2 separate regions of the Callithrix jacchus genome follow, and region 2 is linked to region 1. A link is a contact called in public Hi-C data. All regions are on one chromosome and are shown on one strand. Each heading gives the region's core, a stretch centred on a gene start, on an enhancer-like site or on the middle of the called end of the contact. The rest is flanking DNA. Distances are from core to core; before and after follow the strand shown.

Region 1 (7,495 bases), core at 1,819-4,318:
TTAAATTACTGCAGACTTCAGAGGTTTTTAGAAAGTATGTATCCTTGACTGGGCAAGGTGGCTCATGTCTGTAATCCCAGCACTTTGGGAGGCTGAGGCAGGCGGATCATGCGGTCAGGAGATGAAGACCTTCCTGGCTAACATGGTGAAACCGTGTCTCTATTAAAAATACAATAAATTAGCCTGGCGTGGTGGTGTGGGCCTGTAGTCCCAGCTACTCGGGAGACTGAGGCAGGAGAATCGCTTGAACCCAGGAGGCGGAGGTTGGCAGTAAGCAGAGGTTATACTACTACACTCCAGCCTGGGTGACAGAATGAGACTTCATCTAAAAAGAAGAAGAAGAAAAAGAAGAAGAAGAAGAGGAGGAAGAGGAGGAGGAGGAGGAGGAGGAGGAGGAAGAAGAAAATACCTATCTTTGTCCTTTCCACTGAATGATACCACCAATGATTAACCCTGCCAATCCTGAAGCCCTTTAAATCCACCTGCATGACTCACCTTCCTTCACTCGCCCCATCCCCTCAATCTCCAGGCTTTTATAAGTCTTGAATGCATATTCTCCTTTCCATCTACATAGTTTAGGCCCTCAGCATCTGTATTAGTTTTTTACTATTGCCATAGCAAATGATCACAAATTTAGGGGTTTAAAATAACACAAATGTATTACTTTACAGTTCTGTAGCCCATAAATCAGTATCAGTGTCAGCAGTATAAAAGGTGTCAGCAGAGCTCAATTACTTTCTGAAGACTCTAAGAGAGGATCCATTTCCTTGCTTATTTGGGTTATTGGCAGAATTCAGTTTCTGCTACTGTAGGACTGTGGAAGAAATGCAAGTTTAGACCAGATACAGAAAGTCAATTTTTTTGTTGGCTGTCAACTAAGGTCCTTTCCCAGCTCCTGTAGGCTATCCGCAGTCCTTGGTTCATGGTTCAGATTGAGTTCCTTTCACACTTTGATTCTCTTTGACCCACTCTTCTTCCATTTTAGGGGATTCAGGTGATTAGATTTGCCTCACTGAAATAAACCAGGATAATCCCCTATCTCCACAACAGCATCAACCTTTATTTGGTAGGGGGGACAGAGTCTTGCTCTGTTGACCAGGATGGAGTGCAGTGGCACCATCTCAGCTCACTGCAACCCCCACCTCCCAGGTTCAAGCAATTCTCTGCCTTAGGCTCCCAAGTAGCTGGGATTACAGGCATCTGCCACCACGCCCAGCTAATTTTTGTATTTTTAGTAGAGATGGGGATTCACCATTTTTTGGTCTTGAACTCCTGACCTCGGGATTCACGCACCTCAGCCTCCCAAAGTGCTGGGATTGCAGCCACCATGCCGGGCAATGGCATCAACCTTAATCACATCTGCAAAATTTCTTTCTTTATTTTTTTTTTCATGACGGAATGAGAAGGTAACACCTGCAAAATTTCTTTTGCCATGTAAGACAACATATTCACAGCTTCCAGGGATTAAGAAGACCTCTTTCTGTAACTCTAGTAATTCTGCCTACTAAAGTATCTCACCCTGACATATTTCAATATTTTTTAAGCAAATTTCTTGGTTCTGGGATCTTTTATGTTTCCAAATTAAACTTTCTGGAAACACACCTGACCTATCTTCTGTGCTTAAAACCCTTCTGGCTTCCTACCAATCAAAGGTCAAATTAATGTTTAGCTTCTATAGGAAAACAGCCCTTGAGTTTGGTCCTCTTTTGTTTTAGCTTCATTCTGACCACGATTCCACTTCTCCTCCGTCCTTCTTCAGGCTTGAAAAAGTTTACTGTGATTCTTCCTCACTTATAGGGGCTTTTGAAGCTCCCATTCTTTCTTCCAAACTCAGCTGAGACATCACCTACTCCAAGAAGATCTCCCTGACGTCTTTCCCCACAGTTGTAATCACAGGACAACGTCCTCTTGTAAAAACCTCCGTACCTTGTGTATGTTTCTATCTTTTGCATTAAACCCAAATGTGTTGTGATTTTTGTCTGTTTCACCTATCAAGAGTTTACCTTCCTCTCTCCAAGCCAAACTCGGCCATTTCCCAAATATGTAACTTTCTTTCGGAAGGCTATTTACTTCACGATGTCTCCCTTTCCCTGTGTAAAGCAGGGGCAGTGACAGGATCTATACCATAGATTGTTGTGAGTAGAACGGTGACCTGCACATATTAAGTTTTGCTAGTATTATTAGTATTCCCAGCCCTCTGCACCCCGCTGCGATGTAGTAGGTGCTTAATGGATGTTTATGGTGTGGATGAATTCGTCGTACTCCCACAAGGGTCCCTTGCCCTTGAAAATGGCTACCCCGGGCCAGGGCTCCTCAACAGAATGAAGATCCAGATTCTGCTCCATCCTGGCGGTCTCTGGTGGCCCCTGAGAGCAAGGCTCCGGCTCCACAAGCAAAGTCAGTCACAGCTAAGTCCGCGGGAGGGCGGCAGAGAGCGGGCGCCTTGCAGGAAGCCCTGCATTCTCCGCCAATGGAAACCAAGAATCGGGAGCGCGTCAGCTATCGTCGGGTAGACTATAAGACCAGCCGACGATGAACGGCCGAAGAGCAGCGGAATTTAGGGGCTCTCATGAGTCATTATCATAATAGTCAATAATGATGGCAACAGACACGAACATTCACGCGTTCTTGTTAAGTACAAGGCACGATGCAAATGCATGACCCCATTTAATCATCTCAACACACTACAAGGTTGGTGTCTCATTTTTACAACGGACGAAACTGAGGGGCTCAAGGGATAGGATATTCTTTGCGTATGTCCCAAGCGGATCCCGTTCTCTAGCGTCCAGCGGTCTGGGCTTCGAGGTCCAAGTCTGGATCCCAGGCCGCCGCTCCGCCCTTCTCTGCGTTCTCCAGCGCCGGGCCACTTCCGACCCCTGCTGTCCTGTCTCCTGGCTCCTCCTCTCCCACCCCGCCCCGCCCCAACCTCTCGGCTCCTCCTCCCCTGCCGGCTCGGTCCCCGACTTCCCGGCTCCTCCCCGGGCTGCCAGCCACACCTCTGGCCCCTCCTGCAAGCTCCGCCCCTCGCCCCTGGCTCCTTTTCTCCCGCCCGCTCTAGCCCGCGCTTGGCTAAGGTCTGCGAGCGCTCGCCAGCCACCGGGCCAGTAGGGAACTCGGCGCCGCCAGACCGCCCAGCTCGCGCCTCAGCGTCCCGGCGCCGCCGCGCCACTTCTCCGAGTAAGTGGCTCCTGGGCGCGCCCGTCCCGCGCACACCCCCGCGCCTCTCCGGCCGCTGGGCTGCGGGCTGCTCCCGGGGCGCGCCTCCGGCTCAGAGAGTTTCTGAAGCGAGTGTGAGTGGGTGTGAGGGTGCGGTTGAACGACTGTATTTGAGTGTGCGTACGAGTGTGTGCAGGAGCGCACAGCTTCGGAAACTCCCGGGAATTTTACTCAGTTCCAGTGCTGCACTGAGGATGCGAGACCCTCTATTAGGAACCCTTACCTACTCAGGGCGACCTCTTAACCTTTACCTCCTGCTCCGAGCCCTTTTCCTTCCCCCGCCTTTTTCTTTCCCTCGCTATTTGTCACGTCCTCCTGTAACCACACATGCTGGCGAAAGCGCTGCCCGGGTTATCAGGATGCCCCAGATTGCAGACTGAGTTGCTGGCCTGAGATTGTAATCCGACCTTGCATTGTAAAATGGGCAGAGACCAGATCCCTGCTTTGAAATCACTCAATGGCGACTTCCTTTGAAGAAAGTGTGTGTGTTTGTGTGTGTGTGTGTGTGTGCGCTCGCGCGCATGACTACACATGTGGCACTGGAGCCCCCTCAGCACCTGCGGCAGACACCTGATGAGCGCTCTTGGACTGCAGGCGGCTGATAGGCATGTTCAAGACCAGGCTGACCCACCAGGCTTAGGCACCTTAAATATGTTAATTGCTTCAGTGACGCTGTATTTCTAAACCAACAGATAGTCTAAAACACAGGAGCTTTATGTAGAAGGAGCAGTGTCTCCACAGGAATCATAGAAGGAATCAAACAGTAGTTAAGTGCCCAGTGTTGAAACAAAAAATCCTTGTATTGCTTAAGACTGATCATTCCAACCCTACATAAATTATTTTTAAGGGGGGTAGGTCAGTACTCTCTCAATGCCGTATGTATTTCTACACTTAGAAAATTAATTGAAAGCTTTGTTATCATAACAGAAGTGTTATACTTGAGTCTCTCTGTAAAATGGTTTCTTCATCTATAAACTGATTGCCTGGTTGCTGGGTCCTATCTAATTTTAATAGTGTCTCTGAGTTCTACATTTCAGTTTATTCTTGCTACTTTCTTTCTATGAAAGTAGAATATTCTACTTCATTGATAATAATCCATTTAAGAGGTGCTGATAGGGGAATCACATTTTGAGTAGAAAGTATTCGTTGAGGGTAAGGATAACAAAATTGTGTGGCCAAAGGAAAGAACCAAAAAGGGTAACCTTTAAGAAGCCATTGTGCATTGGCACATGAAAGGTAAGAGTTGATAAATCACTTTAAGTGCTGCTTATCATAGCAGGTATTTTTATCCTGGTTTGAATCCTGTGTTACACAGAAGTGTTTCCACACTGTTTTAACTAAGGAAACATTATACTTTGCAATGTAAACGTGTGACTCCATCTCTCTTTAAGGAAAGAAATAATTATCACATTTAATTAAACCCTTGGACACATTTATTGCCACCTTCTAATTAGATCTGTCATGAGGAGATTAAGTCAGCAAGTTATTGTTGTTTGTGTATAGAGACAGGGTCTTGCTATGTTGCCCAAACTGGTCTTGAACTCCTGGGCTCAAGTGATCCTCCTGCCTCAGCCTCCTGAGTAGCTGGGGCTACAGGGGCCCAAAAATAGTTGTTAATATTCTAGCTCGTAACACGATTTGCTTTTTCATAGATATTTTTTATGCCTTTTCCCCTCCATACACATTAATTGCCTCCCCCAATCCCAGCCCATCTTTTGAGTTTTTACTTGTAATCTGAGTAAATAAAGCTTACGGAAGTAGATTACTACCTACTCCTCTGTAAAATATGAATTCCTTAGATATTGAATATGTTGTGTTACACTCTTTGGATTGATAGATGTAGACTTTATAAATCATTATATTAATCTAGATTATGTGACGATTTAAGAATCATTAATAAATCAATGATTATAGAAAGGTTCTACCAAAAGCATAAGGATCCTGCACAAATGGGCCTTTTAAACATTTTCATTAAGGGAGACTTTTACGATGTTGTGCCTTTTGTTCCAGTGTGTTTAAACTCACCAAGAAAAGTTTGTGTGAGTTGAGGAATCTCATGCTGTTGCCTCTTAATTTTTTATTTTGGACTATATTGCTAGACATAGTCTTTGTTTAGGTGTTGAGCTGTCGTGAGGACAGGCTGTCCTGGGATCCTAAACAGAATGGGAGTGAACATACTGCCAGGGCTAGGAACAGAGTATTTTATGAGGCCGGTTCTTTGCAATTCTCATTCTGTTGAAATGGAGGAAAGGGTGTGTGGAGAGGAATGATTGCATCCAAACAGCACTCATTAGGAAATGCCAAGTTGGGGGAGGATCGGATTTTTGTGTGACTTATGGCTTGGAGAACTTCACAGAGGTGATTCTTAAAGCTGAGTCTACCACAGTGCCAGGCACTGCAGAAGTCTTATATTTAATTGATCCAATTGATCCAATTAATTCTCTTCTGCAGGAGATAGCCCAATGTGGCAGTAACACCCTTCCTGGGGATTTCATTCATACTCAGAATCGAGCTTTGTTCTATATCATGTGGAATGGTCCATTCCCCACCCCCTCCATTTATGCCTGATAGCAGTTGAAGGGGGTGAACATGGGATAACCTCCAGGAGGCAGGGGAAAAAACAGTGATGGTAAATAAGGGCCACTTGCTTCCTCAAAGAGGGGAAGGGCATAGGGGCTGCTAGAACAATCCCAGTGCCAGGGGCATTGACTTTGGCAATGGTGATGTGCACAGGGGCCAACCTGGATCACAAAGTGAACAGTATCCCCTGCTTTGGCATCCTCAGGGATCTCTGGCTCCGTTACAGAAGTTAAGGGAAGGAATTGTGTGGTGCCAGATTAACTTTTATCACCTCACTCCTCCTCACACTGCCCACATCCTGCATTTAATACCAAATACACACAGTAAGAACTCAACAAACACTGAAAAAGCCCTCGTAACACCCAACTTTTATGTTTCCCTGTAGCAAAGAATTTTCTTCCCATACTCGTCTCTGGTTTTGATGATTGTGGCCCTGGTGTCTGAGCCAACTGCAGTTTCTAGGCATTTTTAGTTCAGTTGTGCTGCCCAGTAGCTGAAAAGGAATGATTTGTAGAAAGTTAAAAAAAAAAAATCAGAGAACCATGTTGCAAAATGTAAATCAGGTCAGTTCATTTTTAGTCTACATTTTGGCCTGAAGAGGAGGAAATGAAGTACAAGTGGAGGGTAGGTAATTCTAGAATGGCAGAACCAACAGACATCCTGGAAACCACTTGGCCCACGGCCTTACACCATATGGTTGCTGTTACTCAACTTTGGAGGTGTCCACCTGCTTTGTCCAGCTTGAAGAGGTGAGCACCATTCATTCACACAGCAGGCACTTACTGAGCTCCTGGTATGTGTCTGGTACAGCACATCCTTCTCAAGTTTACATGAAAGCCTGGGATCTGAGATGGCAGGTAACTTGCACAAAGTTGTCTGCTGGTAAGGAGTCCCCGAAGGTAAGTTGCCAGTGGCAAAAATGGGTTCGGAATTCTCTTGTGTTTCACCAAGGAAAGTAAAGGTACTTCCTTAGTCAGGACAGTAGAATCATATTCAAAATATTTGTCTTTCTCAACAATAAGAAACTCAAAGAAGCACATTTCTTCCAACGTCTGCTTCAAATAACCAGTGGTATTTCTGAAATAAACCTGATTCCATAAGATTTTGTTTTACATCAGATGTAAATTACCTGAGAATTGTTTGAAAATATCACAGGCTCAGCAATAATCAAATAATACCCAGCCCATCCTTTTAGAAAGCAGTTGCTGTTTCTCTGGAAGCAGGTGTTTTTGGTACAGAACCAGGGTAGCTGAAGTTCAGAACCAGCTGCAAAGCAGGATGGGTGCCAAAAAGATTGTTTTCCTAGGCTTGCCCTTTTCCGTATAGGACAAGGGGGATTAAAAACCAACATGGTGATGTTTTTGTTAAGGTGACGCGGGGCTAGGTATACAGATCTTTTCCACTAAAAACAAAAAACAAGGGTGGCGGGGAGGTGGTCACAGGAATGAGACTCCAGGCTAACTTGTGAACATCTCTGGGTTAGTTTCTTTAATAACAGAGAATGGAATTAAGTTCAAAATTCCACTTGTAGTTTCCTTCAACACTGGGAATAAAGATGACTTTAGTCAAGAAATAGTTGGTCCCCATGACTTTGCTGGAATCAGCAGCTCGTGTCTCAGCCCCTGCTGGCCATGTGGCTTTGGACAATCTTCTTCACTCTCTGAGGCTGTTTCTTCACCAGACTAAAAACTGGGGATAG
Region 2 (7,495 bases), core at 1,585-4,084, 330 kb before region 1:
AGTCTAAAAATGGGTATTGAAAACCTCTTTTATGCCCTTAATTATGCTTAACAATGGGGACAGAAAGGAATAAGGGAGGAAAATAACAAACAAGCAGCCAACCAATATTTCATTTAAACCTGTGAAATGCTATGCAATTACTGAGGAGTGATTTACTTCCAATTATGTGGTCACTTTTAGAGTAGGTGTGATGTGGTACTGATAAGAATGTATGTTTTGTGTATTTGGGGTGGACAGTTCTATAAATGTTTATTAAGTTTACTTGTTCCGGGTCTGAGTTCAAGTCCTGAATATCCTTGTTAATTTTCTGTCTCATTGATCTGTCTAATATTGACAATGTGATGTTAAAGTCTCCCACTATTATTGTGTGGGAGTCTAAGTTTCTTTATAAGTCATTAAGAACTTGTCTTACTTATCTGGGTGCTCCTGTATTGGGTGCGTATATATTTAGGATCGTTAGTTCTTCTTGTTGCACTGATCCTTTTACCATTATGTAATGTCCTTCTTTGCCTTTTTTGATCTTTGTTGCTTTAAAGTCTATGTTATCAGAGACGAGAATTGCAACTCCTGCTTTTTATTTATTTATTTATTTTTGCTCTCCATTTGGTTGGTAAATCTTCCTCTATCCCTTTGTTTTGAGTCTTTGTGTATCCTTGCATGTGAGATGGGTCTGGATGCAGCATACCTATGGGTTTTCGCTTTTTATTCAATTTGCCTGTCTGTGTCTTTTGATTGGAGGATTTAGTCGATTTAAATTTAGGATTAATAATAATATCTGTGAGTTTAATACTGCCATTTGATGCTAGCTGGCTGTTTTGCCCATTCATTGATGTAAATTCTTCATTATGTTGATGCTCTTTACTTTTTGGTATATTTTTGGAAAGGCTGATACTGGTTGTTCCTATCTATGTGTAGTGCTTCTTTCAGAAGCTCTTGTAAAGCAGGCCTGGTGGTGATGAAAGCTCTAAGTACTTGCTTGTTCACAAAAGATTTTATTTTTCCTTCGCTTGTGAAGCGTAGTTTGGCTGGATATGAAATTCTGGGTTGAAAGTTCTTTTCTTTAAGAATGTTAAATATTGGTCACCACTCTCTTCTGGCTTGTAGGGTTTCTGCTGAGAGATCTGCTGTGAGTCTGATAGGCTTCCCTTTGTGGGTGACCCGACCTTTCTCTCTGGCTGCCCTTAGCATTTTCTCCTTCATTTCAACCCTGGTGAATCTGACAATTATGTGCCTTGGGGTTGCTCTTCTTGAGGAATATCTTTGTGGTGTTCTCTGTATTACCTGGAGTTGAATATTGTCCTGCTGTCATTTTTATTTTTAAAAAAGCATCATAAATCTCTACTAAACAGATTTTTTAACTACATGTTTATAATTAACAGTTCTGAACAGACTAAAAACTACATAATAAAGCTAGCACACTAATTTAGCCTTTGATTTATATTTGAAACACTTTTCTTTCAGTATCTTATTGAGATCTGTCCAAACATTTTTAAATGTTTCCCCTAACTCTTTAAATTAATTGTATTCACAAACCCTTATGTTCAAAATCACAGTCCCTAAATCACAAATTTTCCATCCTCCTCAAAGGTTTACTGAGCATCAACTATACATAGTACACTTAGAAAATATAAAAACATTATATATTCAAGATCCCTTTCTCTGAAGCCTTACAATCTAGCCCTAGGAAAAGGTCAAAATGTCCAAAGTAAGATACTCCAAGTACTCAAGCAGTAAGATCTTCAACCATATTCAGTCTTTCTGTTCCCCTTCTTGGAGTGCTGTTTCCCCAGCTAGATTATTCTCATCTTTCAGGTCTCAGAGATAGTTTCTGACACCATCTAGCTATTTTCTACAATAGCATCCCATTCCTTTCCCTCATTGCTTTTTCCCAGTTTGTAATTACATATTTGTTTGTTTGCAGGTTTATTATCTGTATCCAGTAAGAGAATACTCTACAAAGACAGTGTAGCGTAGAGAATACTCTACAATTGTCAGTGATTATCAAAGCACTCAATAAACACCTGATAAATTAATTAATACACAGTTCTGGTGCTCAGAAGAAAGGTCTGAACTAGATACACTAGGATATAGGTGATAATTTACCATGAAAACTGATTTTTAAAATTACCAGTCGACGTGCGTAGGTTTAGAAGAGAACCCATAATGAAGACCTGAAAAGGCCCTATATTTAGAGTTTTGGCAGGACAGGCAAAGGAGACTGCCTCTCTCCTCCAATCCACCTTATGTTTTTTAACTGTGATATGACTATGCCACTTAAGTTTGACTGCGTAACTACAAGTATTATTGTCATCACTCCTTACTTTCCCTATTGGACACTTAAGTTTCTTGGAAACAGAACTGATGTCTGCTCACCCCATGATACGCTCAATATGTTGCAGGAAGTAAGGTTAAATAATCATGAACCTGGATAAAGGGCTTCTAAGTAGCTGTGCCAGGCATTTCCGGGATTTCCAAGGTGCGACCGCCAACCCCGCCGACCTAAGCGCAGAGCAGCCCAAACCGCCGCCTCCCCTGCAGGGGGCGCCGCAGCCTCCTCCGAAGGCCACCGCCGGCTGCAGTCCCCGCCCCCGGCCCCGCGGTCACCTGCAGCGGCTGCACTCGGGCCTCCGATCGGCCGGCTCCACCGGCAGCTCCCATAGCCCGTCCGCACTGGTGTCGTCCGCCTCTGCGCCCAGGGCAGCCGCCTCCGGCACTGCGCTGCGCTCCCGCCGCTCCTTGTCCTTCGGTGTCTGAGACCTTGAGGCCCAAGGCGGCCGCTGGACTGGCTCCTGGAGTGTTCGCGCCTCTTTCTGCGACTCCATGGCTGACGCTCCAGTCAGGCCGTGGCATTGAAGCCCCGTTGCCGCCGGGGGGCGCCAAGCGCCGCAGAAACCGGCCCGCGCCGCACAACGCCCTGCACGCACGCCACGTACGGAGGGCGGGGAGGGGGGGGCGGGTCTCTGAAGACTGGCTCAAGGTCCCACCCTGCAGCTGAGAAGGAACTAGCGCATTGGCCCAAGCCCAGTGGGATAGTTCACCCAGAACCCGGAAGGAAAGTGTGGGTAGTTCTAGAGTGCAGGTGAGATTAAGTAGCGTCAGTGGGAGAGGTGAGGGAAGCCTCCCTGAGAGCACCGCAGTACCAGGCCCGAATTTAACCCCTGGAAAAGTGAAAATAAAATGAAATTCTGTATTGTCCGCCTTGGGATGGCAGTTTAAGAATTTGCAGTGTTCCCACGAGTGCACGTATCGCAGTTGCAGCAGTTGATTTACTTATTATTTAAAGGCCAACAAAGCAAAGGTTATATCCACTGGAAACTACTCACAGCTGGTCCGTTTCATTATGTGAATTTCTTGCTGTTCTGTCTTGTGCTAATATGGTATTCTCGGCATCAAGCACACTGTTTTACACTGAACACCAAATATTTGTTAAACGAGGTTTTTAGATTGTCCATGGCCCCCGGACCAGGAAGATGTAGGAGAGCTGGCCTGGGGTACCAATAGGTTTTATGTATAAGGAAACAAGCCCTAGAAAGGTAACTACGTTGCCCAGGTGTTTACAACTACTGGATATGGTAGTATAGCACAGTTGCTGTTTTTTAAAAACTCAAATGAAATCTACGTTAGCTTGAAGGCAGAAATACTATATACCCAAAATGGGTGTTGAATTCCTTTCATCTATTAATGCTTTGTGTTACTTTCAGCAATACACAACATTTAAACCGAGAATTAAGCTTGGTTTTCATTAATCATGTGAATTAAGGAATCACAATTGTTTTAACTCTATAGTTGTAATATATTAAATGTGAAGCAAAGTAGACAACATAGTTATAGAGCAAACTGTATTAAAGTGTTTATTTCACTATTAAATTTTTCAGTCATCTTAAAATCAATTTGTGAATAAAATATTGGGCTGTTGTATTCAACTATCCTGCATTCTTTCCCCCAAAAAACAGCACCCCTCTTTTCCATTGGAGGGCCCTATGTGAGGGATAGAAAAAGGGTGAAACACCCACCTGGTGATGGATGTTGAGTGGGAGAAAGAACTAGCAATTATGCCATTTGGAATTGGAGGATAAACAAAACCCAGAAACTATAGGAAAGGAGATGAATCAGAATATTGCTCTTAGCTGCAGATTTAAGTTGGAGGACCAATTCTCTAACTGACAAAATTAAATTCTCATGTGACTTATCTTTAAACAAAGGGAAACTGCTCATCTTTAATTTCAAGAGGTGAAATGTGCTCAAGTCATGTAAGGTCCCTTGAAACTCCCAATTGTGTGGTGTGAGAAGGCAGATGACAAGGAAAAAAAAACTTTAAGGAATGCATGCAGTCATGTCTCACTCTCCCTTGAGCTAAATAGTTACCTCTTGAAGCTACTTGCTATGCAGGCTCTAGAATGACACCAAGTAGCCATAAAATGCCACAGTTCAACCCTATATATAGTTCAACAAAATATATAGCCAATCATTAACCAACGTTATTTCTGTAAACAAATGAGACTTCCTGAGAAATAGCTTTTGTAATGCCCCGCTCTGCTGATTCGTTCTCTTTTCTTTAAAAACTCCAGCTAGTTTTGTTCTAACCTCCTGGGTTAGAACTTAGTTTCAGCCTTAGTTTCCCCCTTTGGGGAAGGAAAACCTCCCCATGCATGCTCCGTGGTCCTGTACGTGCCTAGTCCTGTCACCCATAGCCATCAGCAAAGAATGCAAGGCAGATTAATCCGTAGAGAATGATGGTTAACTTCCCATAATACCGAATCTATTTTTAACCAAAAGGGACATTACTTAGAGGATGGCTTCTAACCCCCTAAATCTTAATAAGGACTCTAACCTTCCTAAGTTGAACCTTGAACCCAGGTTTTAGTCAAGCATCCTTGCCTTTTATTAAGAGGGGCTTTTAAACTACTCTGTTTTAGGAGAGACTGTAACTCCCCTAATTTGGGCCTCTTACCCAATCCTATCCTTTATCCAGCTACTCCACCACTTATGCAAAGTCAGCCAATCAGTGCTGCAATCTGTTTCCTTTAAGTCTGGGGTTGCTCAGTATCCTCTCTGGGATTCACTAGGAAGACGTTACTGGAAGGGGGTCCTGATCCAGAACGCAAGAGAGGGTTCTTGGACCTCACACAAGAAAGAATTCAAGGCAAATTCATAAAGTGAAAGCAAATTTATTAGGAAAGTAAAGGAATAAAGAATGGCTACTCCATAGGCGGAGTAGTCAATTTAGTGGCTTTTTAACACATACTTTTTTTCCTCCACCCTCCACCCCCTCCTATAAACATACAATATTTATCTTACAGCTCTGTATGTCAGAAATCTGACATAGATCCCACAGGACTAAAATCTAGATGTTGGCAGGCTGGATTCCTTTGAGGCTCTATAGGATATCTATTTTCTTGCTTATTTAGGTGTTGGTAGAATTCAGTTCCTTGTGGTGGTTATTTTCTTGCTGACAGTCAGCTAGAGGCTAGTCTCAGCTTCTAGAGGTAACCCATGTTCTCTGGCTCATGGCCCCTGTCCTCCATCTGTGAAGCCAGCAGGCAGGGGTTGAGTCCTTCTCATTTTCTGAATCTCTCCTGTCTCCTGGATTTCCATCACATTTTTCTAACCAACTCTCTGACTTCCTGTTTCACTTCCATTTCTACCCAGATAATCCAGGAGAATCTCCCTATTTAAAAATCAAATGGTTAGCAAACCTAATTCCCTTTTGCTGTGTGAAGTAACATATTCACAACCCTTTATACCAGAGGATAAAGATCACAGGTGCCAAAATTCTGCCTACCATAAATTTGCTCACCTAAATTCCCACTTGCAAATTCATAAAAACTACCTATTAAAAAAATGGAAATATATATACCCAAAAATCAATATTTCTATCAAGATGCTGAGATTAACGGTCTGCTTGTGTTTTTCTTGTATCTTACAAATTTTCTACACATTGACCATGTAAATACTATTTTTAGAAAAAGAATATGGAATATTAACTAGACATCAAAATCTAATAATGGTCTGTTTAATACCAAGTTATATAAGTGGAAGATAGTTTCTATTAATTCTAGTCTTTGGTTTACTGGGCTGACCTTTCCTTAATAATGTATTTCTAATATTTTTTTTAGATGGAATTTTGCTTTGTTGATGCAGTGACATGATCTCAGCTCTCTGCAATCTCCACCTCCCAGGTTCAAGCCACGCTCCTGCCTCAGCTTCCCAAATAGTTGGGATTACAGGCATGTGCCACCACACCTGGCTGATTTTTGTTATTTTTAGTAGAGACAGGGTTTCACCATGTTGGCCAAGCTGGTCTCGAACTCCTGACCTCAGGTGATCTACCTGCCTCAGCCTCCCAAAGTTCTGGGATTACAGGTATGAGCCACTATGCCCAGCCATATTTCTAATTTTCTAATGTGAATTAATAGTGAGTTCAGTGATGCTAATATTTAATGCAAGATCCTCAAGTACAACTATCATGATTATTTTTATTTAAGTTATTCTTAAATTACTTCATTGATGATAGAGTGGTGCTCTTCTTTTTCTCATCCTCCAGATTGAGATAGGTTTCCTCAGGCCATGGCCTTCCTTTACAGCTTCATGCCTTTCACCCTTTCACCCAAATTGTCACCAATATCTTCTGCACTCTCTTCATTAGTTATACCATTAGTATAATGCTTCTCTTTTTGTTTAAGTTTTCTGACACTAGCTAGCTATAAAAATGTCTTTGTTTTTCTGCCTGATTTTCCTCAGGGATCTACTCTGATTTTTCTGTTTTTTTTGGCTCTGCAGTGTTGCTTTTATATTTTCTTAAAAGTTTAGGTTTATTAAATTGGATATTTATTATTTCTTTTTTTTTCCACATATGAAGACCCACTATATTATTTCTTTTTCTTTTATTTTTTATGTATTTTTGGGGGGTACTTCTTTTTTTTAATTGTACTTTAAGTTCTGGGCTACATGTGCAGAACATGCAGGTTTGTTACATAGATATACACGTACCATGGTGGTTGACTGCATTCATCACCCTGTCATCTACATTAGGTATTTCTCTTAATGCTATCCTTCCCCTAGTCCCCGACCCCCTGCCAGGCCCCAGTGTGTGATGTTCCCCTCCCTGTGTCCATGTGTTCTCACTGTTCAACTGCCACTTATGAGTGAGAACATGTGGTGTTTTGTTTTCTCTTCTTGCTTAGTTTGCTGAGAATGATGGTTTCCAGCTTCATCCATGTCCCTGCAAAGGGACATGTCTCATCCTTTTTTATGGCTGTGTAGTATTCCATGGTGTATATATGCCACATTTTCTTTATCCAGCCTATCATAGATGGCCATTTGGGCTGGTTCCAAGTCTTTGCTCTTATCAAGTGCTACAATAAACATACATGTGCATATGTCCTTATGATAGAATAAAGTGTAAGGAAGGTTTCAGCTTTCTGCATATGTCTAGACAGTTTTCCCAATACTGTTTATTAAGTAGGGAATCCTTTTCCCATTGTTTGTTTTTGTC

What was found. A called contact is a pair of places that touch in the nucleus more often than the background predicts.
Region 2: a contact with region 1 is called in a Hi-C map of skeletal muscle, with 4 times the contacts expected there. The contact joins the promoter of DTWD2 here to the promoter of TNFAIP8 in region 1. A contact is called at or near these places in 2 of 3 Hi-C or Micro-C datasets (both in skeletal muscle).

What each region holds. Positions count from the first base shown.
Region 1 is chr2:90,310,814-90,318,308 of calJac240_pri, reverse strand. It overlaps TNFAIP8 (TNF alpha induced protein 8), which reads left to right and starts at 3,068. Exons shown (of 3, transcript XM_078365007.1): 1 at 3,068-3,177.
Region 2 is chr2:90,639,072-90,646,566 of calJac240_pri, reverse strand. DTWD2 (DTW motif tRNA-uridine aminocarboxypropyltransferase 2) reads right to left here and starts at 2,834. Exons shown (of 7, transcript XM_008991641.5): 1 at 2,605-2,834. The coding sequence starts at 2,822.